Linked DNA regions of Mus musculus: regions 2, 3, 4, 5, 6 and 7 are each linked to region 1. A link is a contact called in public Hi-C and promoter capture Hi-C data. All regions are on one chromosome and are shown on one strand. The core of a region is the stretch at or near the end of the contact, and the rest is flanking DNA. Distances in the headings are between cores, read along the strand shown. Region 1 holds the start of Pja2 (praja ring finger ubiquitin ligase 2). Region 2 holds the start of Ddx11 (DEAD/H box helicase 11). Region 3 holds the start of Ppp4r1 (protein phosphatase 4, regulatory subunit 1). Region 4 holds the start of Twsg1 (twisted gastrulation BMP signaling modulator 1). Region 5 holds the start of Ankrd12 (ankyrin repeat domain 12). Region 6 holds the start of Ndufv2 (NADH:ubiquinone oxidoreductase core subunit V2). Region 7 holds the start of Ralbp1 (ralA binding protein 1).

Region 1 (2,708 bases), core at 99-2,598:
ACTTAATTAAAGTCCATCAAATTAAAGAAATAGGATGTACCCTTAGATAGAAAAAGTATTAGGGAGGCCTACATAAAACGGGAGTCTATGTCCAAGATATATAATTAGAAGAAGCAAGCTTTACACAAATGTGCTCAGCATAGCCCTCACCCCCATCCCTGAAGGAGACAACTCTGCATGTGTGTGTATCTTTCAAGATGCGTTTGTGAAAGCACTTGGAAAGATGACCACCAAACCGAAATACTGGTGGGGCACTGAAGGATGAAAATAGTCACATATTAGTATTTATTTAATACTTCTCTCTTTATACTGCTGAATTTTACACGGAGGGTGCATGTCTGTAATAGAAGAATAAAATTATTTCATATAAAAAGACATGAAATCCAGAAGACAATCACAAACATGTTACGTTTATTTCTGTTATTTTTTTACGTTCCTGTATACACTCATCAAATGACCTGTTAAGTCTTCAGCAATGACTGCCATCTTAAAAGAAATAATAGCAAATATTTCGTGATAAAAATAGAGTAAGGCCTCTTTAAAAAAAAAAAAAAGAATCGTATACTTGACAGAATGAGGATCGTCAAAGCAGTTGTCTATGTAGACATACAATTTTTTTTTTTGTTTTATTTTATTCAACTTGGTCTGGGCAGCTTTCAACTCACCATTTTTAATGTGCGCAAAAAATGATAAACCTGGAGGCATCTTGGGGTGGGGGTGGAGGTGCGGGTGGGGGCGGGGAGGGGAGCCCTGAAGGTGCCTCTGACAGGCGTGCTGGGGCCTAACGCTGACCAAGAAGACGGTAGGCCACTGGCACTGCCTGACAGGGTGCCTGGGCCTCGGTGACAATCGGGGAGGACGCAAATCCGGGAGGCAGGGATGGAAGGCGTGCCGTGCCGGGCCGGGCAGGGGCCCCGCAGGCCTAGTGCGCCACGGTCCTCCGCGGCGGGCCTGAGGGTGGGCGGCACTGGCGGGCCGCGAGGGGCAAGGCGCCGGGTCCTTGACCAGGGCACCAAGGACAGCAGACAGCCGGCGGGAGCGAGCGGGCGGCGGGCGCGGCGGCTCGGGCTAGAGCGCGGCCCCGGGCGGGATGGCCGGAGGCCTCTCAGTCGCCAACCCCACCCACCATGGCCGGCCACGGCTCGGTCCGTTCCTCGGAGACCCCCGAAGCCGAGGCGCCTGGGCAGCGGCTCCCTCACCCAGATCCGCTCTGACAGAATCAGCCAGAATGGAGAGAGAAAAAAATAAAAATTGCCCTCACCGAGATGTGCAGCGGCTCCAGAGCGAGAACAGCGCTCGATCCTCCACCCGCCACCACCGCCTTCTTCTCCGCCTCCGACTCCTCCCCCGCCGAACGCGCAGCGGCTGCAGCGGCGGCGGCGGCGGCGGCGGCGGAAGCAGAGGTGGTGACGGCGGCGGCGGCGGCGGCGCGTCCCGCCCCTTGCGCTGCGAAGGAGGCGGAGGAAGGGAGCGCTTTAGCCCCGCCCCCTGAGGGCGCAGCCAATAGACTTCACGGCCCTCTGCAGGGGGAAAAGCACGCATCCAATCGCAGTCCTAGAAGTAGGCCTACGTCATGGTTGGACGTGGCAGAAAAAGGGAAAATAACTGGGGCTGTCTCTCTGCCTGGCGCCTGCAAGCTCTCTCCCAGGCCCTTCGCGGATTGGCCGAGGAGAGTGGAGACGCGCTTGGCTCCGCCCCCTCTCTGGCCCTGCGCCCGCCCCTGCAGCACTGCGACGTTTGGGCGGGGGCGGGGCGCCGAGGCCCGATCCACTGTCAGGCCTTTTGTGGTTTGGCTGGGAGAAAAGGGCGGGGTCTCCCGAAGGGAAGGGGGTGTGGAGAGCTGAGCGCAGGACTGGCGCAGTTACACTTCTCCCTCCATTCCCGCATGCCCCCCAGCAAAATGGAGGTGCAGAATTCGGTTCCCAAGGCTGTGAGAAGTTACCCAGTATTTGCAATTTGAAGTACAAGAAAAGAAAATCCGAAACCAGTTGCAATTCTGATAGCAGCGAGGGAAAGAAACGTACGAAGAGCTTGTTTGCTGTGGTTCTCTGTGGTGCGTGGTACCCGCCCACCACTGGTCAGACCCTCGCCCTGCTCTCTGATTCTGTTTGTATAAAGCAGCTATAGGTGAGATGTAGATTTGGCCTGACCAGAGTTTAGCAGCTGACAGCTAAGTTATATCGGGTGTCAGGCTCGGAGTTATCAGCTCTCGTCTCATGCAACCAAAATAAATACAACAGCTGGAGTCCCTGGACACCTTGCTTAATTTAAACCCAGTCACAGTTTAAGTTCGTTATGTCAGTGATGCACATGTCCCCTTTTCTCATCCTGAAGCCTGCCTGCTTCTCTGATTACAGCCTAGCTCTCTTCTCTTAACTCCCCGCCCCCACCCCCAGCTTCATCACCCAGAGCTCAAAAGCCCAGGATATATTTATCACGTGGCCTCCCTACCCACACAGATTAAGAGCCCCACTTCTTGTGATGTCCTTTAGCTGTAAAATCTGCCAGTGAACTGAAACTACTTTTTCTACCATCGATGTAAAGAAATGATTCGACATTTCCCATAAAAACACGAGAAATTGCTAGACATTTTGTGAAACCAAGTTTAATTCCCAGAATACCCCAGTAGCATATATTTTACCCGCCCCCCAAATTACTCTTTTACATGTCTCCAAGTCCTTGCTCTCTTGAAAGAGAATGTATATTTT
Region 2 (3,024 bases), core at 154-2,653, 1.8 Mb after region 1:
GAACAGTCAGTGCTCTTAACTGCTGAGCCGTCTCTCCAGTCCTGTTTTTGGTTTTTAGAATATCTACAGGGACAAGACGATGCTTTCCAAACAGAGGCCCTAAGAACATTGAGTCTTAGGACTGCTTAAGATCCTGGGTTTTCACCAGACAGTGCAGGCCTTTAATCCCAGCACTCAGGAGGCAGAGGCAGGTGGATCTTTGCATTTGGGGCCAGCCTGGTCTACTGAGGGAGTTCCAGGACAGCCAGGGCTACACAGAGAAACCCTGTCTTGGGAAGAGAGAGAGAGAGAGAGAGAGCGCTGAGATAATCAGACATAGCCCTCCACTCTGAAACTTGATACAATCAAACTTTAGGGAACAGTAACTCAGTCCCAGAGCCCGGAATTGGGGTTAAGGAGCTAGAAGCGAAATCACATATAGCCCTTCTCCCTCTTCTACTGCAAGCTCTGTCTTGAGCCTTTCAAGCATATGTATAGATGACAACAGAACCAACAGAATAATCAAAGGCTCACAGATCCCACTGGGGACTAAATCCCACAACTGCCAGGCTCCCTATAAAATGGACACTAAAGGGCAAAGAACTAATCTTTCTTACATCTCTCTGCAAAAGAGCGAGAAGGGCACCAAGCTTGAGGGTGTGGTTAGGATTTTTAGCCACAGCCTCTGAAAATGGATCATGTTCAGTGTCCCTAGTGCAATAAACAGAGACGTTTATAGTGACCAATTGCTACACCTCCCGTGCTGTGTGTGCTTTTGTAACTAGTGACAGAAAACCAAATCTCAATGGACTTACTGTTCCCCAGAGCCTGTCAATTTTTTTTAATTCTGCGTTACACTACAGGAACAGTTTCTAAAAACAATCACCATAGTAGTACACCTTTGTCATGATTGTGAAACAGATTCAATATCTATAGTAAGGAGGAAACATAAATACATGCATGATGAATGACCTCATCAAAAACCCTCTTAGTACTTAGTGGCTTGTATACATCTGATATTTGATAGTTTCTCTTTTCTACATTTAACATTCTTTGAGAAATCTATTTGAATCTTGGGGGCTGGTGAGATGGCTCATCGGTTAAGAACACTGGCTGCGCTTCCAGAGGTCCTGAGTTCAATTCTCAGCAAGCACATTCTGGCTCACAGCCATCTTTAGGGAGATCTGATGTCCTCTTCGGGCAATTGCGGATGTATATGCAGCAGAGCACTCATACATTAAATAAATACAATTTTTTAAAAAGCGCAATATTTCTGGGGAAACAACAACAACAACCCCCAATAGCCGGTAATACAAAAAAACTAATATGGAAGGTTAGATCAAAGCTCAAACACAGTTCTAATCCAGGCAATATTGAAGCACAAGGCCCGCGGTTGAGCGGCAGCGCGCAGGCGCAGTGGCTCGGGGGCGTGGCCACGTGGAGGGTTTTCTGCGTGCGCGCATGCTCCTTCAGTGAAACTGCAGTTTAAATTCAGCCGCGGCGGCCAGGCTCGCTTGCCGGCCTCAGTGAGGCGGTCCTGCGGTGGCGATCGAGTTCGGTGCTGTGTGGGAGAAGCGCTGCGACCGAAGGCAGAGAGGTGAGAAGGGCACACTCGAGCGGAGGCGGAAGCCGAGGAGGCTGCCAGGGGGCAGGGTTAGCCGAGCGCGCCCTACGGCCGGACGTGGGGGCGGAGGCGGCGTGGGATGGATTGGAGCGAGTGGCAGCCCAAGTATAGTGGCGCCTTCGGTGAGTGTACGTAACAGGTTGGATTCTAAAATGTAGAGAGTCTGTTTTAAACGATTTTCAGGGGTTATTGTATATAGTGAAGTCAGGTGAAGACACAGGTTGACTGATAATGAACTTGAGATCCAATTTGGCAGTGTGCCTCAGGGACCATACTGTTGCATTCTCGGCTGCACTGCCCCCCCCCCCTTTTTTTTAAGGTTGAGGAAGTTCGGGAAGTCGACCACATTTTGATGGAAGTGGCATAAAAGTAGGATTAAATAATAAATACATGGTCCCTGCATGCAGGACCCTGTCCTGAAATCCCGGCTAGCTTGCAGTTCTCATGTACAGGGTTTCCCTGCCTGCCCGCAGCCCGGGTTCCTGGTTTTCCCAGACGGCGACATTCTTCACCTCCGAGTGCATCATTTCAGGAAATCTCCTGTTTAGCCTTGCTAAGTTCTCTGTTGTACTTAGGTGAGCTTGACCATAGCAGAGCGCTTCGCACCTGGGTTAAATGCGTACTTTTTCTTCTTTAATGCTACTTACTCCTTAACACCCAGCCGCTTTCGGTTGTAGATTAAGCTCTGGGCAGCTGCTAGGCGAGGGCTCCACTAGTGAGCAGTGTCTCCAGCCAGCAGTTCTGTCATGATATCCGTGATAGGTTAAGTGAAATTAAGAAGGGGGTGGGGTGGGGGCTCTGAAGAGTGCTTAACACATGTTAGATGCTCAGAATCTGTGGTTACCTTTAAAAACTTACTTTTACTATTTTATGCATAGTTTGTATGTCTGGATCCTCTAGAACTGGAGTTAGAAACAATTGTGAGTTGCTGTGTGGGTGCTAGGAATTGAACCTGGGTCCTCTGGAAGAGCAGCCAGTGTTCTTAACTACTCCGCCATCTCTCCATCTCTTGTTGGCTACATTTCTTTACCCTCTCTTCGTGTTTTAGTGGTTTTCCAGTTGCATAGCTCTTTTTATTACTGCATTTTCTTAAATTTGTTGTGTGGCCTTTAGTTTTTGTTGTTTTGTTTTGCTCGGTGCTTTCTCCACCTGGGTAGTCGTTTTTCTTTCCCTAATACCTGGAGGAACACATTGGCAACTACCATCTCTCATAAATGGATTGACACTATCACTGTCTTTTAGCACAGTGTAGTTAAAAAAAAAAGGTTTCTGTTTATTAATAATAAAGTGGGTCTTAGGGTTCTTACTGTTTGGACTTAGAACAGATAGGCCTGTCCAGTTACATCTCAAGAAAAGAGGCATGGATGAGTATTTCCTCCAGATGGCCAAGAGATGGCAGAGAAAAAGCGTTTCAGAAGAGG
Region 3 (2,768 bases), core at 267-2,766, 1.5 Mb after region 1:
TTTTTGTTCTAATCCCAGGTGTGAGATATGGGGCTGCTTCATATTGTCCACAGAAGCTGACAGTGAGTTGCCTCATGCTCTAGCAGGGGTGTGAATTTGCCAGCTACAAATAGTTTCTGCCATTTGGGATTCCGGAGACTTTCCAGAGGGTATGTAAATACTAGGGCGGGAGAGATTGGTTGCTGTTTGTTAAGTAGTTGTGAGTAAAGAAACAGGAAGAAGAAATTAGATATACCTGACTACGAAGATCAAGCTTGCTCCAAGAAGCTCATCAACCCTCATCAGCAGGAAGTAGTCCAATATATAATGATGGCCCCTTCCACCCCTACCCTTTTTTAGTATTAGGGAGTTGAAAGGGTGAAAGAAGAGGGGTGGAAGAAAGAACACACAAAGTAGCCAAAGACCACCTACAACTTGTTCTGATTCCCCGTGTTTTAAAATGCCAATATGTTGCCTTGAATTAGGACTATGGTGCAGAAAGGAACAAGCTGAACCTTTAAAATCCTCCTTTTTTCATATCAGACTCAAAAACGGGCATCATGTATGAGACTCATTTTACGGGCGACCATTCTGGAGACCTCACTGATGTTGGATTTAGACCTAAGACTCACAGAAATGGGACGGCGAACTGGAGTCAGAAAAATCTGGATTTTGCCCTACTTTGCCTGGGGAACCTACAAGAACCGTTTAACTCTCTTCAAACAAAGGGACCAGTAAGATGTGTGATAGTTCACTCGAGAAAAGCGCTGCCAATCCCAGGCACCCGGCGACCGGACTCCCGAGGTAGCAAGCACGGTGCTGGATTCCTGACAGTCTGCCATTCCCCGGAGAGGCGGAGGGGGCAGGTATCCTCGGCGATCCTCCCTGCGGTCACAAGGCTAAGAACCGCGGAGTGACTGGACTCGGCCTGGCCCGCGCGCCCGGGCCGCTCAGGGTCAGCTCGGGCGGGCGCCAGGGGAGCGCGCGGGCTCGGAAGCCGGTGCCGGGGCTTTAACGTGCCGCGCCGCACGGGAAGGCAGGCCGGCTGGGCCGGCGGAACTTTTGTCATTCAAACCGTCGTCCGGCCCGGGGCCTGGGCTTTGTTCAGTCACTCGCGAGGCCTGGGCGCGCGGGCGGAGGCGGCGCTTCCTCCACTCGGAGGCGGGAGGCTCGGCCGCGGACCGCCGGCGACGCACGAGCAGGTCTGGGAGGGGCGCGGGCGACGAGCGGCGCGCGGCGGAGCGGGCGGCGGCCAGCGGTGGGCGAGGCCGGTGACCCAACAGAGCTGCGGGCCGCGGGGACCCCGCCCGCCCGGCTCGGGCACACGCCGCAGGTCCCCCGGCGGGCAGCTCGTGCCGCGCTCCGCACGCTCGGCGCCAGGGCGCCTCTAGCCACGGGTGGGAGCGCGCCTCGGGGCCGGGCCGGCCGGGCGCGGGAGGCGGGCGGCGGGCAGCGGGCGGCGGGCGGCGCGCGGGCGGGCGGGCGTACGGGAGCCGCCGCCGCAGGCCCGGGCCTCGGCCCGCCCCGCGCGCGCCCCCGCCGGCCCGCGCGCGCCCACCGGCTCTCTACTTGAGCGGCTCGCGGAGCGGGATCCCGGGAGACGAGGAGGCGGGGGCGAGCACAAGATGGCGGGTACGTGGCCCCAGTTCCCCGGGCGGCGGCGGCGGCGACGGCGGCGGCTCCCCGCGCTCGGCAGTGCCCGGGAGAGGCCGGCGCGGGGAGGCGCCGCCGGGCGGGCGGCGGGCGGCTGGGGCGCGGCGCCGGCCCGGGACGCTGACCCGGCCTTTCTTCTCTCCCCCGGCGCAGACCTCTCCCTGCTCCAGGAGGACCTGCCGGAGGACGCGGACGGACGTGAGTGGCGGGTGGCCTGGCAGCCCCGGAGGGCGGCGGGCGAGCGGGCGGACTCGGGACCCCGCCGCGCTGGGGAGCACCCGCGTGGTCGGACCTCGGCCGCCGCCCGCAGGCTCGGGCCGCGGGGCGGCTGTTGGGGAAGCAGAAGCCCGTGGGGCGGAGGCCGGAGAGGGGACATGGGTGTGTTTTTCCTGAGTGTCTTCCGCACCCTCGCCCCGATGAAGGAGGCGGCGGGTGCCGGGAGGTGTTTCCGCAAGGCTCGGGGGGCTGTGCGGCGTGCGGTGCTCGGCCCGCCCTCGGGGGTTCCCTCGCCCTAGTGTGTGCTGGTTACATACCTGTGTTGTACTTGACCTCTGAGCCGTTTCGGGTCCCCACCACCACCACTCACTCACACATTTGATTTCCGATTTTCGGGGAGGTTAGTAGGTGTGACCTTGGCAGGATGCAGTGACTAGGTTCAGAGAGCAGCTTTTTAAAATTGGGAGTGTTCAAAGCTCATTCTGGTACTTAAATGCTAAAATTGCAGGTTTCCGTTGAGATATTAAAGTTTTTAAAGAGTTGACTCTTTTTGTACATTAAAAAACAAAAAACAAAACCCAGTCAGCTTGTGGACATTGTTTCCATGTGGTGAAGGAAATGAGTTATTTAGAAAGATATCTTTCATTTTGAGTGTGTTTTGTGTTTTTCTAAGCTTCAGAAAATAATGGTGGTTGGAGACAGAAAAGACTATGACTTAGCTAACTTTATATGGGAAGAAGTTGTGAATTACACTTAAGTAGAAATGCTTTCTACTCGTGTTAATGTTTGCAGATAGAGTGACTGGTGGAAAATGCATTTTAGGAATAAAGTGTGCACAAAATGTTATTAAGTGTAGTTCATGGGAGATCTGAAACCAAGAAATATGCAGAGTTGAGCTGGTTGCTGTGATACAAGAGCTG
Region 4 (2,709 bases), core at 43-2,542, 1.6 Mb after region 1:
GTGGCTAACAACACTTGCCTGACATGCCTGAAAGCCTAAGTTCTACTTGGGAGGCAGAGGTTGGCGGATTTCTGAGTTCGAGGCCAGCCTGGTCTACAGAGTGAGTTCCAGGACATCCAGGGCTACACAGAGAAACCCTGCCTCGAAAAACCAGGAAAAAAAAAAAAAAAAAAAAGGAAGAGAATTGCCTCCCTCCAAAGTTGTCCTTTGGCATACACACCATGGCGCAGGTGCACAGGTATGCTTGTGTGCGCATAAACACGCTCGCGCACCCACTAAAATTTTAAAGATATAATTTCTTAAGGCTAAAACACAAATTCCCAACAAAATCAATTAAATAATAGCTGGGCCTGATGAGACACGCCTGTGATCCCAGCATTTGGCAAGCAAGGCAGGAGGATAATGAACTGCAGGCCAGCTTTACTTCCAAGTTAGATAAATTAACGATAAAAATAAGGGGCTAGAGAGATGGCTCAATGTCTTAAGAGCACTTGCTACTCTTGTAGAGGACCCGAGTTCGGTTCCCAGCACCCACACTGGCAGGGCACAAGGGTCAGCAAGCCCAGCTCTGGGGCATCCAATGCCCTCTTCTGGCCCCTATAGCAGTGCCAAGACGAAAAGTGTGCATACGCATACAGACGCATGCATTTTATTTTAAAGGAGTCAAAATAAATCCCCTCAAAACAATAAAATACAATTTTGATGTAGGGCCGGTTAGAAAGTGGACCCTGCTGGTTACAAAACTAGGAGATGGCGCTACACCACAGGCTCTGCATGGGGTATGACTCCGTTCTGAAACAGAAAGTCCAGAGCTCCTGCCCGCCGGCGGGGAACCGTTAGTAATCCCATTTTCTCGCCCGCTCCCTGCGGACCCAGCCGGCTCCCTGGGCATCCTGCCCACAGCCGGTGCGGCCCCGTCGCCGCTGCCGGCCGCGGGGACCCACAGACACCCCCGGCTGCCCCGAGCGTCTTCCCGCCGTCCTCCGGGAATCCAGGTGACCGCGGGGGAGGAGCGCGACACCCCACACCAGCGCCCGGACCCGAGGTTCCGAAGGCGGTGGCACCGCGGCCCTTTGTCCCCGCCGTTCGGGCCTCTCGGCGCCCGCATCCCCGCCGAGCGCCGCGGCCTGGCTTCCTAGATGCCGCCCGCCCGCGCGCCCGAGCTCGCTCACCGTGGCCCCGGCCTCCTCCCGGCCGCCGAGCCTCCAAGCAGCTCCCGCGAACCCCGGCGCCGCGGACACACAGGCCCGCGCTGTCCCCGGCCGCTCCCAGGCCCGCGCCGGGCTGCAGGCCACGCCCCCTGGAGCCCGGGCTGGGCACGCCCTCGGCCACGCCCCCAGGTGTGTGCGCTCCGGCCTCTCGCGGAGCCGGGCCCCGCCCATCAGCCGTCTGGTCTGCTGCCACCTGTTGGGCGGCTTACCTCTGCTGCCAGCCGCTGTGCCCTGCGGTTCGGTTCAGCAGCTCTGCCACAAAGCTGATTTGTCCTCCTTACTGGATATAAGAATGAGGCACAGGGCAGATGAATAGAACAGGACTGATACTTGACGTGCGAGGCAAGGTTCATTTTAAATACGTGTTTAAGCACCTAGGGATCACTGGATACGGATCTGTCCCACACTTCAGTCACTAATTCATAAAAATGTTAAGCCTGGCACTGCCAAAAAGGAGAGAAGGCAGCAGTGAATCCTGCTCAGGAATGTCACTAGGTATGGGAGGGAGACCAACTGGAAGAAGCCTCAGTTGGAACGGAGGTCAGGTCAGTATTGGCTTGACCAGTCATTGAGTCTTGAACTTTAGGAAGATGGGGCTTATCCCACCAGTAGCCCACAAATAAAGTACATTTAGGTCTTTACCATAACCATTGCTTTTCCAGCAATATTCCACAGCCATTGAGTTGGAGCCCACATGGCCAGTTCACTTTGGGAGCAATGGCCTAGTGTCAAACCCTTTCTTAACCTAGGAAGTGTCTTAAACTCTCCTTGGTTTACTGGGAGGCAGCAGCCTAGAAAAAATTGGCTGAGATGGATAGTAATAAATTACTAGCTAATGTGGGTCATAGTGCTGGTATTAATACATTTTGTAAAGTAAGCATAGGTTTTCTTTAAAAATCGGGGGCTGAGTAGATGGATCAGTTAGTAAAAGACCAGGGTTCAGATTCATATGCCCATATGTTCATATGTCAGGCACAGGGGTTGATATATGAAACCCAGCCCTAGAAGGAGGTAGACATAGGAGGATTTCTGGGTTCACTAAAGCTCCAGGTGCCATGAGAAACCCTGTTTAGGAAAATCAAAAGTAAGAAAGCCACCCAAGGTGGTGGTTCAGCTCATAAGGACATCTGTCACCAAACCTGATGACCTTATATTTAGCTGCCACCAAGCCTTATAGTCAAGCCTCAAGATCCACAAGGTGGAAGTAGAGAGCCAATTCTTGCAAGTCATCTTCTGATCTCCACATGTGTGCCACAGAAGGAGTGCAAACACACACACACACACATGCAAGTACACACATACACACACACGCACATATATACACGTGTGTGCACACACATGTGCACAAGTGCACATACACACGCTTGGGTGCGCGTGCATATACATACATACATGTGTACACACTATTTTAAATATAGGATGACATAAGAGTATGTTATACACCAGCCATGCACATATGCACACACTAATAGGTGCATATACATCCCACACATTAAAT
Region 5 (3,033 bases), core at 84-2,583, 1.7 Mb after region 1:
ATCAAGAGAGCACATTTTGGCAGTTCTGAGTTAATCTCCAGGAAAGCCTTTGTGTAACGCTTTAAGAAAATGAAAAAAAGATCAGTAAGCAAGATTTTTAAAGGCCTACTTGGGCATATGTTTTTAATGAACAGATGACTTACTGGGATAGTTCATCTTTCTTTATAATTGACTCAGGCCATTTTAAAATAAGAAGAAACACATGGCTGAGAATGCAGGTTCGTCTCAACCACAGAATTAACGATAATCCCTGAGCGTCACTGATCGCCGGATTTGCAACATACTTCGCCCCAGTTCAAGGGGTGTCCAGCGGAAATTACAGTCCCTACAACCACACTGCTTCAAATGTTTCCGACGTACTCAACTAGTGCAATACTGTTCATTTCCATCCTCAACTATTCTCGCTGTAATTATTAAAACAGCTGTCAGCTGGGCTTCGGTGACCTCTTTGTACAGCGTTTTTATTCAACGCCGTGGATCCTGAAGGATGCGTCATCTCCATCTTACTCTCCAAAAACCAGATCTAAGATTCCAATACGCTCTAAGGGTCTCTGAACATCATTCCAATCGGAACTGGCACAAACTAGACCTGATCGCTCAACGCGGCAAGGGCAGGTCGCACTGGCATTTAGGACAGAACTGGCTCCGGCGAGCCGCAGCTCTTTCGCTTTCACGCACCTCTCCCGGGACCATCGCGCCTCCTACGCCCCGGCCCGCACCGAGTCTCCGACAACCGCGCACGCAGCGCCGCTGGCACCGGGAGCGCGCGGCGGCACGGCGCGCCCCCGCGATGCCGTCCGTCCCGGTGCGCTGGCGGCGCCCTCCCGGCCGCGCCATGTTCCGGTAAGCGGCGGCCAAGGCGCTCGCGCTAGCCGCCGCCCGAGCGTCGCCCAGCGGCGGCCCCACCTGCGCCGCGACCCGTCAGGATGCCGGGCGGGGCGGCCACCAACGGCCTGTCACGGTCCGGCCGGCCGCGCCGCGGGCTGGGCTGGGCCGAGTGGCGCGTAGCACACGGCTGGGCGCGGCTGGCAGAGGCGCAACCCCCCTACCTGGCTCCGGGGAGGAGACGGGGCACCGGGCTGAGGGTCTCCTCCCTGGTACCCGGGACAGACTCGAAACCGCGCCCTCCTTCCTCCCCTCTGGTCGCCACGCCCCCCTGGCCCGCACAGACCCGAGGCTCAGCGGGCGCAGAAGGGTTCACCCCCTGAACGAGGACCTCCGGGTGGCCGCCGCTGCCGGTGTCTCCGTCGCCGCTGCAACAGCCCCTGATGCCGCCGGGGCCAGGCTTAAAAACATCTCCGGTCTTGGTCGGTCTCTCACCACAGCCTCCTTGCTCCTGGACAGCGTTCTCCGCGATTGGCTGCGGCGCGAGCACGTGACCCGGGCGGACACGTGACTCCTGCAGGCACGGGACGGGCGGCGTGACCGCCGTGCCCCGCCCCCGACGCGCCCGTCCCTGGGCTCCCCGGAGGAGCGGAGCGCGCGGCGGCGGGTGGCGTTCTTGGGGAGCGAAGCGGAGCGGGTGGAGGGGGCCGGAAGTCCTGGAGCCGCGTGGGAGTCGGAGCAGCCCTCGAGCCGTCGGCCGGGGAGCTCCTCACGCGCAGTCACCACCACCGGAGATGTGCAAAAGGCGGCATGGGTGCTGGCGCCCGGCGGAGGAAACGCACATATTTTTGCAGGGTTTGAGTTGGGACGGCAAAACCAGCCGGAAACCGGGAGGGTTTTGTTAGCGGTGGTCGTGCGGGCGGGAGGGCACCGCAGCACTGTGGGGCAGGTCCGGGTTGCGTGACTGAGCCGCTTCGTGCGGCGCGGGCCGAGGGATGTCCCAGCCAGACGCACTCTGTTCCCAAAGCACGGCTCTAAGCACTGCTTGCAAAGAACGCATCGGTAAGCTCAGTTCTAGCCATGCGATCCTGTGACCTTTCTGAGCAGAAATTTCACCAAATTTGTTCCTGTGGTACTAAGTCTCATAGGGCGTGTGAGGAAATTTTACCATCGCAGCAGCTTGTCCTCAGACTTCCTTCTGAATACTTTAATCTACAGCGGTTAGCCTGCAACCGTTGTGCTTTAACCACCCTAAGAAGTTACATACTCCACAGGAAACCATCTTCTCCCTCTTCGTTAACTGTGGCCTCCTTCAGTATCCGTTAGTATCTTAATGATTTTAAGACAGTCCTATCAATAATAAGCTGTAAATTCTGATGTGAGTTTTGGGCTTGACAGGGACATAAACCTTCATTAAAAAAAAAAATCAGGATAGATTGTCTTCCATTGTTCTCAGCTATAAAAAACTTTCAGTATGAACAGTCTTCTAGAGAAATCTGTGTATGTGTGAACTGGGGACTGAAGCTCTGCCCTTGCTCATGCCAACCAAGTACCCAACAGTGGTGTATAGTGAGAGCTATATTTCTGGTGAAAACTTAACTTTAAAGACCTACCTTAGACCCTAAATCATAAGCACTCACAACCAGTTAGTCTTTTTATATAGGCAGAGCTGGAGAGATGGCTCTGGGGTTAAAAGCACTGTTTGAAGACCTAGATTCAGTTGTTCCCAACACCCACAAGACCACTCAAAACCTTATGTAACTTCAGTTCCTGGGTGTCCACTGCTCTCTTCTGGATTTGGTGCACACCACGAGCACAGGCAAAACACTAATCCACATAATATAAATCAAATCTAGCTTAAAAAAAAAAAAAGACAGTCTCATTAATTAGTTCTGTCTGGTGTGGACTTCCATACATAGAACCGGCTGACTTCAAACTCTCAAGAGATCACCTGCCTCTGCCTCCTGAGTGCCTACCTCTATAATGAGGTCCCTGTAGGGTCACTGACTTTGATAAATCCTGAAGCAATCTGATTATTCCAGGAATGAAAACTATTTCTATTCTGCATTTTCAGAAGCACGGCACTATTACCTCCTTTCTTGAGTTGAAGGTAATGTTTTATTCATACAAACACATTGTCCAGCCTACCAACTCCACCAGTTAGTTCTTAGGTGCTTCCAGTGTTAAAAATATAGCCAAAGATGGCCA
Region 6 (3,042 bases), core at 335-2,834, 1.8 Mb after region 1:
TACACGTATGAACCTTATTAGTGTTCTTACATGTTCCCCACAAAAATTGGGAATTCTGTTTCTAATTTGTAGTGATGAAAACACTGCACCACCCTCTAAAATAAGATATAAATTCACCTATCAAATACACAGCAAGGGGCCATCAAACATCACCCATCATTACTCTACTCCAGCAGGGCATGGAAGCTCACACCTGTAATCTCAGCACTCAAGAGTCAAGGCAAGAAGACCAGCAAACATTCAAGGCCTACATGCCACACTTAGCAGGCTCCAGGCCAGCCAGGGCTGCATGGTGAGATCTAATTTCAAAAGGAAAAAAAAAAAGTACTATAATCCAATTCACACTGTTACCTGGACCTAGAAGTACATTAAGGCTTCAAATAACTAGGGACAGACTCAACATTCCCATTTCACAGCTAAAGAAACAAAGACTAATTCTCTAGGTCATGTCACATAACTACAAAAGGTCACCTGGGATGCCTAAGTCTAAAGCCCCAAATGGTTTGTTTACACACACACACACACTATATATATATATATATATATATATATAGTCTTTTGTTGAGAACTTAGTTTTTGTTTTACTGTTAGGAAAATAAAATCCAACCAAACAAATAAGGCTTCTTTCTTCCCTGTAGTTGCCATGTAGTTAATTTCAATAGCCATTACTTTCTGTGTGCCCATGCACTCTCCGGACACAAGCTCAGCTTGTGAAGGTCAGACCACAACTAGTCCTCACACCTGGAGGCCAGCACCTTTCCACCCTGAGCTACCTCGCAGGCCCTGGAATCTGCATTTTAGCTTCGCTTCAGTGTTTCAACTTCAGTTCAATTCCTTGGCCTATCTGAGATGCACCTGACACTCAAATGGCCATAGAACTACGACTCTTTGGTCAGTGCGGTTACTCGTGCTACTACTATTCTCTCACGGTTAATTCCTACGATTCTCTGCCGAGCATTTCCTAAAATGAATGAACAACTTCAGTAAATGAAACGCTGGTCACCTTTATCTAGTCCTGAAGGAACTCGGCAAGCCTTTACCAAGCCTATCAGCGTTTTCTCCAGCATGCTTTTAAATCCGATGCAGCGCAGCCGCTATGCCTGACAGACAAGCAGCCCAAAGCTTCGCTGCTAGGATCCTGGAAGCAGCGGGCCGCCAGGGCCCCCCACTAGCTTCCGCACCAGGATAAATGACAATCGCCTTCCTGACCTTGACTAAGTTAGGGGTGACTTTCCCCGGCCCGGTGCGGGCGGCCCGCCACCCGCCGCCACCGCAGCTGCGGAGCATCCCGGAGGCACTGAGGACGAAGGCCGCGGCGTCCCCGCCGCCGCCAGCTGACCTGTCCAGCGCCTAGGGGTCTCCGAGGACTAAAAGCTAAGGGAGGCACGAAGAGCGGGAGACTGTGGCGACAGTGCCCGGGGTTCACCCCGAGCCTCTTACCCACTGAGCAGCGAGGCCGGTCGCCCTGGCCCGCAGCGCCAAGGAGAACATGGCGGGGTACGCGATGCTCCGACCCCGGCCGCTCTAGGCTGACTGGGAACGAACGAGCCCGGAGGCCCGGCGCGCGCGGCCCCGCGCCCAGGACGCACGGCGCGCGCGCGCTCACGAGCCCTGGCCTGGGCGTCCCGAACGGTACGCCGTTCCTGACGCAGCGGCGCGCGAGGGCTGCTGGGACCGGTGGGCGGGCCCGAAACAGCCCAGTCCCTAAAAGGCCGGCCCGGTTGGGCCAGCTGAGTCCCCGCCCTGAGGACGAGGCTCGCCTTCTCGAGGCTCTTGTGTTTGTTGAGGACGAGGCGTACCTTCTGGGGGATCTTGTGTTTGTTCTGTCAAACACCTCCTCTGGTATTGCAGTTATTTCTTTCAAAATTCGTTTGGTTGAGTCTTTTCTTACATACGATCGTATTTAAAGGGCTGCCACCTAGTGGACTTGGACAGCAAGTGCCTTGGCTCCCAAGCCTTTGCGTTAGAGTCTGTAAAACGACAGGCTAAACTGGAATTGACTTCGGGATGCCAGTGAGTGGGAGGTAGAAATGATGACTGTTGATGCTGCGCGGTAGACGAACAAATATTCTTTGTGCTTGTGTATGCTCTAGACATTTTCCATGATAAAACTGGTGGAGGGAGGAACCTACTGTCTTCTTGATTTTTGTTTGATCTCAGGAAACTCCTAGCAGCTTTAGTACGCATCGTGCTGTTTCCAGCTGTCGGTATTTTACACAGGTTTTGAGTGATCCTCAACCTTCAGACAGGCGCATACTGCCACCTTGGGCTTTTAACTTATTCTTGACTCTTCTTCTGACTGTCGTTTTGTGTGTGTCTTCTCTATCCACCCCTTTCTTTTTGCTATAATAAAGTTGTGAATAGTTTCCGTAATTTTGACAACAGAATGAAGATTCTGAAAGGTTATTCGTCATGAGTTTGTTTTTTTAAAAAAACAAAAAACAACAAAAAAAACCACCCAAGATAATCCATTGCAACCTGTGTGAATCATATTCTACAAATTATTAGACTCAGCCGGGCGTGGTGGTGCACGCCTTTAATCCCAGCACTCTGGAGGCAGAGGCAGGCAGATTTCTGAGTTCGAGGCCAGCCTGGTCTACAGAGTGAGTTCCAGGACAGCCAGGGCTACACAGAGGAACCCTGTCCCGAAAAACCAAAAAAAAAAAAAAAAAAAATTATTATTCGACTCAAGAAATAGTGTTTCTAACCAATGATACTAAATTCTTTAGTTCCTATTGCATTATCTCCAGTATTAGTTTACCACTAATAAATTTGCTTCAGTACTTCTCTGAGGGAATGAAAAGATACTGAAAAAGAAAAAATAATCCGGGTCCCATTACTGATTTGTTTTATTGTGTGCACCCAAACATATTGTCACCATCATTAGCAGCTGTAATACTTTGGCCTTTTCAGAGTCTCATGTTGCCCAACCTGGTCCCAAACTCGCTATAGGTGAAGCTAAAAGACCCTCACTCAAGTCTTGGGATAATAGCGGATCCCCAAGAACTCACAAGAGACCAAGCTTGATGTAAACCACATGAG
Region 7 (2,810 bases), core at 35-2,534, 1.6 Mb after region 1:
TACAGAAAGTGATGGGACCTTTCCTTAAAGTGCTGTCTGAACACTAAACCAAAAGTAGGCTTATAACTTATCACTGAGTACTTTGTTAATAACGGCCAAGTATAGGTAATGCTACCCCAAAGCACCAGTGTTAGCCCACCCCCGTTCCATCAACACCACCAAAGCTGGGCAGTGCAACAGCTCAATGCCCACACTATAGCACTTCTGTCACAAGCACAGACCTCTAATGAAAACAGCTGTGATCTCTAAAAACCTTAGGGTACGCACGCTGCTCTCTCTGGAAGAATCCTTGTAATAATCTCCAAACTTGAACCAGCCCTACCTACTTCAGGAGACTGGAAAGTGGAGTAATTCGTCAAACCTGTTTCACAACGACATATTTAAAAGATGGAAAAAGAAAGCTGGCCTCGACTGAGAACACTCTGGTACGAAAACGCTTGAAAACGCCGTTGAGAATGGAGCTCCTAACTCCAGATCAGACAGAACACTTCTGAACCCTGGAACAAGTACCACTGCAAACAGGGTCGTCCCCTTGCCCAACGCCTGCCACGGGCGACAACAGGAGCTGTTCCCCCGACTCTACCCGGCAAACACGGAGACAGGTGGGCGAGCCAGATGCGCGAGGCAGATGCGACCCATAAACCGGAAGGCTTGCGTCAGGCCAGTCCCCGGCCGCAGCTCCGGCCAGGTGTGGCCCGCAGGGATGCCCCGAGGCCTGGAAGGGTCCGAGGAAGCAGCTGGACTCCCAACTAGCCTCTGGGTCCCAGAGCAACACAGGACACACCCGGGTGCTCCCAAGGAGGCCTGTCGGGCAGGCGGCGTGACCCACCCCAAAGGAGCAAGCTCCGGGGTGAAGCTTTCACGGACAACGTAAGGCGGGGCGGCCACGCCCCCCACCCCCAACTCCCATTCCGAGCCCGGGATCCCAAGCCCGGCACGCTGCGTGACAGGCGCGGGCGCGAGGCCGGGCGCCCGACGGCTCCCACGGACACCGCCGCAGCGTTGCGACCCCCGCGAGCGTCCGCTCCCCGCCACTGACCAGTGCCTGCCGCCGAGCGACCGTCCGCTCCGCTGCAGCCGCCGCCGCCTCCTCGCACTCACGCTTCCGCCACAACCGCCGCCTCCTGCGCTGCACCCCGGGCCGGCCGCGGGAGCCCCATTCCCACCCCGCCCAGCCTTCGCCTGTTTACAATGATTGGGACAGAACAGGACGAGCCGGCCCAGCGCGCACGCGCACGCCCTCCTCCCGCCGCAGCCGGCTTCCCGGGTCCTCGGCTCCTTGGCCGTGACGGCTAGGGCCGGCTAGGGCAAACGCCCCGCGTCCTCGCGTGGGGCACGCCGGGAGTTGTAGTTCTAGTTAACCCAACGCCCCGCTGCTGTAGGGCCCTTGTCTCCGACATAAACCACAACGCCCAGAAAGCACCGCGCCTCCCGAGCTGGAACTCGTTAAGGGGGAACAGGGAACCCGCGAGAGGATGCGCCAAACGCTAAGGCTCTGCAGGCGCCTGCGCAGTGTTCTGGGGAGCGAGTGGAACACACACACCTACCGGAGCGAATCCAAGTGAAAACAGTGTGGGAGCCCTGCGGAGCTCTGCTGGAAAGAAAGCGCGTTCCTCCCCAAGCTCTGGCCTGGTGTCCGCAGCTACTGAGAGTGACACTTTTCCCCCCAGCGTCTGCGTACTTTAAGTGGTTCCAACCAGTTAAACCAGCCTGGGCTGCTGACCCACCCCGCCTCTGGGCGGAGCACCTTGCTGGCCTTCTTTGGGCGGAGATCTTCCTTTGGAGAATTCTTGCCTGGGGGTTTGGAGAAAGGAGGCTTCTGGGGCCAGGGCTGGGCAATCCGCAGGACCCCTGAAGTGTGTTGACTTGCGGGAAACTGCTGGCTCCCACCCACTTGCCTCCGCAGTTAGCAATCCATACCCGAGTTAAAGCCGCACAGCATCACGTTCAGCTTACAAATAGAAACAGCTGCGTATCCTCCAGAAGTCCCCCACGAAGGACGGAAAACGTGTTGGCTGGTGCATACTGTAATAAACAGCACTCCATGGAATTATTCTGGGTTTATGACATTGGCAGTCAGAAGAGAGATGAGATTTCTAGTGTCTGCTTCTTCACTGATCCATCGTGTGCTACACTCCCAAGCCATCTTTGCTCAAATATGACAAGTCCATCCCCTTGTGCAAAAGAGTCACTCCCAGTGGAACACTGAGGTCCTAGAGGGACCTTTCCACAACCCCTGTAGCAATAAAACAGCCTCCATGAGAAGATGGCCTGTGAGTACGCCAGTTAAATTACTCCTTCCCGCTGGCAGTTCTGATTTGGTCAAGGGATAAGCACTGCCTGAGCGGGGCTTTATGGAGCCTTCCCTGGAATTGACATATGGGATAATGAGGTGGGGAAAGAGGCTTTTTTTTTTTTTTTTAACTGAGTAATTTACGTGTAACATCACGTGACTCGTTCACCGTGGAAGTGAATAAGGCTGAAAGCAGAGAAGTGGGGGACACAGCAAGGGAGAGGGAAAAGCAAGAGTGAAGACTGACTTCCTTCTGAGCCATAGTTTCTGCAGAGCCTTTAAGTGCCGCGTTTACGTGAGCCAATCCAGGAGTAATCTATGCACACTTTTTTTTATTATTTATTTGTGCTAATGGAGGTGCAAATAAAGAGCATATTTATTGGCTGTTTCTCAGCAGTCTTCCCTCCCCCTTAAGGAACACCACATAACCATTTCCGCTGGTAACTGTTTTAGAACTAGGCATCATGTCCAACCAGAGCCAATAACCCACAGAGACAGACCGAGGCTTCCACTAAAC

What was found. Promoter capture Hi-C pulls out the DNA fragments that hold promoters and counts their contacts. A called contact is a pair of places that touch in the nucleus more often than the background predicts.
Region 2: a contact with region 1 is called in a promoter capture Hi-C map of pre-B cells, with 6 times the contacts expected there. The contact joins the promoter of Ddx11 here to the promoter of Pja2 in region 1. A contact is called at or near these places in 4 of 39 promoter capture datasets (the C10 cell line, hematopoietic stem and progenitor cells, liver and 1 more), 3 of 484 Hi-C or Micro-C datasets (B cells, CD4 T cells and regulatory T cells), 3 of 115 datasets of contacts at active chromatin or transcription factors (astrocytes, bone marrow-derived dendritic cells and embryonic forebrain) and 1 of 9 other capture datasets (liver).
Region 3: a contact with region 1 is called in a promoter capture Hi-C map of pre-B cells, with 7 times the contacts expected there. The contact joins the promoter of Ppp4r1 here to the promoter of Pja2 in region 1. A contact is called at or near these places in 8 of 39 promoter capture datasets (the 3T3-L1 cell line, 3T3-L1-derived adipocytes, HPC-7-derived erythroid cells and 3 more), 1 of 484 Hi-C or Micro-C datasets (the G1E-ER4 cell line) and 1 of 115 datasets of contacts at active chromatin or transcription factors (astrocytes).
Region 4: a Hi-C map of B cells shows a contact between it and region 1, with 7 read pairs. The contact joins the promoter of Twsg1 here to the promoter of Pja2 in region 1. A contact is called at or near these places in 2 of 39 promoter capture datasets (embryonic stem cells and pre-B cells), 2 of 484 Hi-C or Micro-C datasets (B cells and CD4 T cells) and 1 of 115 datasets of contacts at active chromatin or transcription factors (astrocytes).
Region 5: a contact with region 1 is called in a promoter capture Hi-C map of pre-B cells, with 7 times the contacts expected there. The contact joins the promoter of Ankrd12 here to the promoter of Pja2 in region 1. A contact is called at or near these places in 5 of 39 promoter capture datasets (the 3T3-L1 cell line, hippocampal neurons, liver and 1 more), 1 of 484 Hi-C or Micro-C datasets (regulatory T cells) and 1 of 115 datasets of contacts at active chromatin or transcription factors (astrocytes).
Region 6: a promoter capture Hi-C map of pre-B cells shows a contact between it and region 1, with 7 times the contacts expected there. The contact joins the promoter of Ndufv2 here to the promoter of Pja2 in region 1. A contact is called at or near these places in 8 of 39 promoter capture datasets (the 3T3-L1 cell line, 3T3-L1-derived adipocytes, the C10 cell line and 5 more), 1 of 115 datasets of contacts at active chromatin or transcription factors (bone marrow-derived dendritic cells) and 1 of 9 other capture datasets (liver).
Region 7: a contact with region 1 is called in a promoter capture Hi-C map of liver, with 6 times the contacts expected there. The contact joins the promoter of Ralbp1 here to the promoter of Pja2 in region 1. A contact is called at or near these places in 5 of 39 promoter capture datasets (the 3T3-L1 cell line, hippocampal neurons, liver and 1 more) and 2 of 115 datasets of contacts at active chromatin or transcription factors (astrocytes and embryonic stem cells).

Annotation. Positions count from the first base shown.
Region 1 is chr17:64,330,535-64,333,242 of GRCm38.p6, forward strand. Pja2 (praja ring finger ubiquitin ligase 2) reads right to left here and starts at 1,349. Exons shown (of 10, transcript NM_001025309.1): 1 at 1,262-1,349.
Region 2 is chr17:66,122,117-66,125,140 of GRCm38.p6, forward strand. It overlaps Ddx11 (DEAD/H box helicase 11), which reads left to right and starts at 1,404. Exons shown (of 27, transcript NM_001348292.1): 1 at 1,404-1,576.
Region 3 is chr17:65,781,839-65,784,606 of GRCm38.p6, forward strand. Ppp4r1 (protein phosphatase 4, regulatory subunit 1) reads left to right here and starts at 1,517. Exons shown (of 20, transcript NM_001114131.1): 1 at 1,517-1,611; 2 at 1,786-1,830. The coding sequence starts at 1,605.
Region 4 is chr17:65,949,895-65,952,603 of GRCm38.p6, forward strand. It overlaps Twsg1 (twisted gastrulation BMP signaling modulator 1), which reads right to left and starts at 1,293. Exons shown (of 5, transcript NM_023053.3): 1 at 1,173-1,293.
Region 5 is chr17:66,075,713-66,078,745 of GRCm38.p6, forward strand. Ankrd12 (ankyrin repeat domain 12) reads right to left here and starts at 1,334. Exons shown (of 13, transcript NM_001025572.1): 1 at 1,172-1,334.
Region 6 is chr17:66,099,975-66,103,016 of GRCm38.p6, forward strand. Ndufv2 (NADH:ubiquinone oxidoreductase core subunit V2) reads right to left here and starts at 1,585. Exons shown (of 8, transcript NM_028388.3): 1 at 1,441-1,585. The coding sequence starts at 1,491.
Region 7 is chr17:65,883,639-65,886,448 of GRCm38.p6, forward strand. It overlaps Ralbp1 (ralA binding protein 1), which reads right to left and starts at 1,285. Exons shown (of 10, transcript NM_001198949.1): 1 at 1,040-1,285.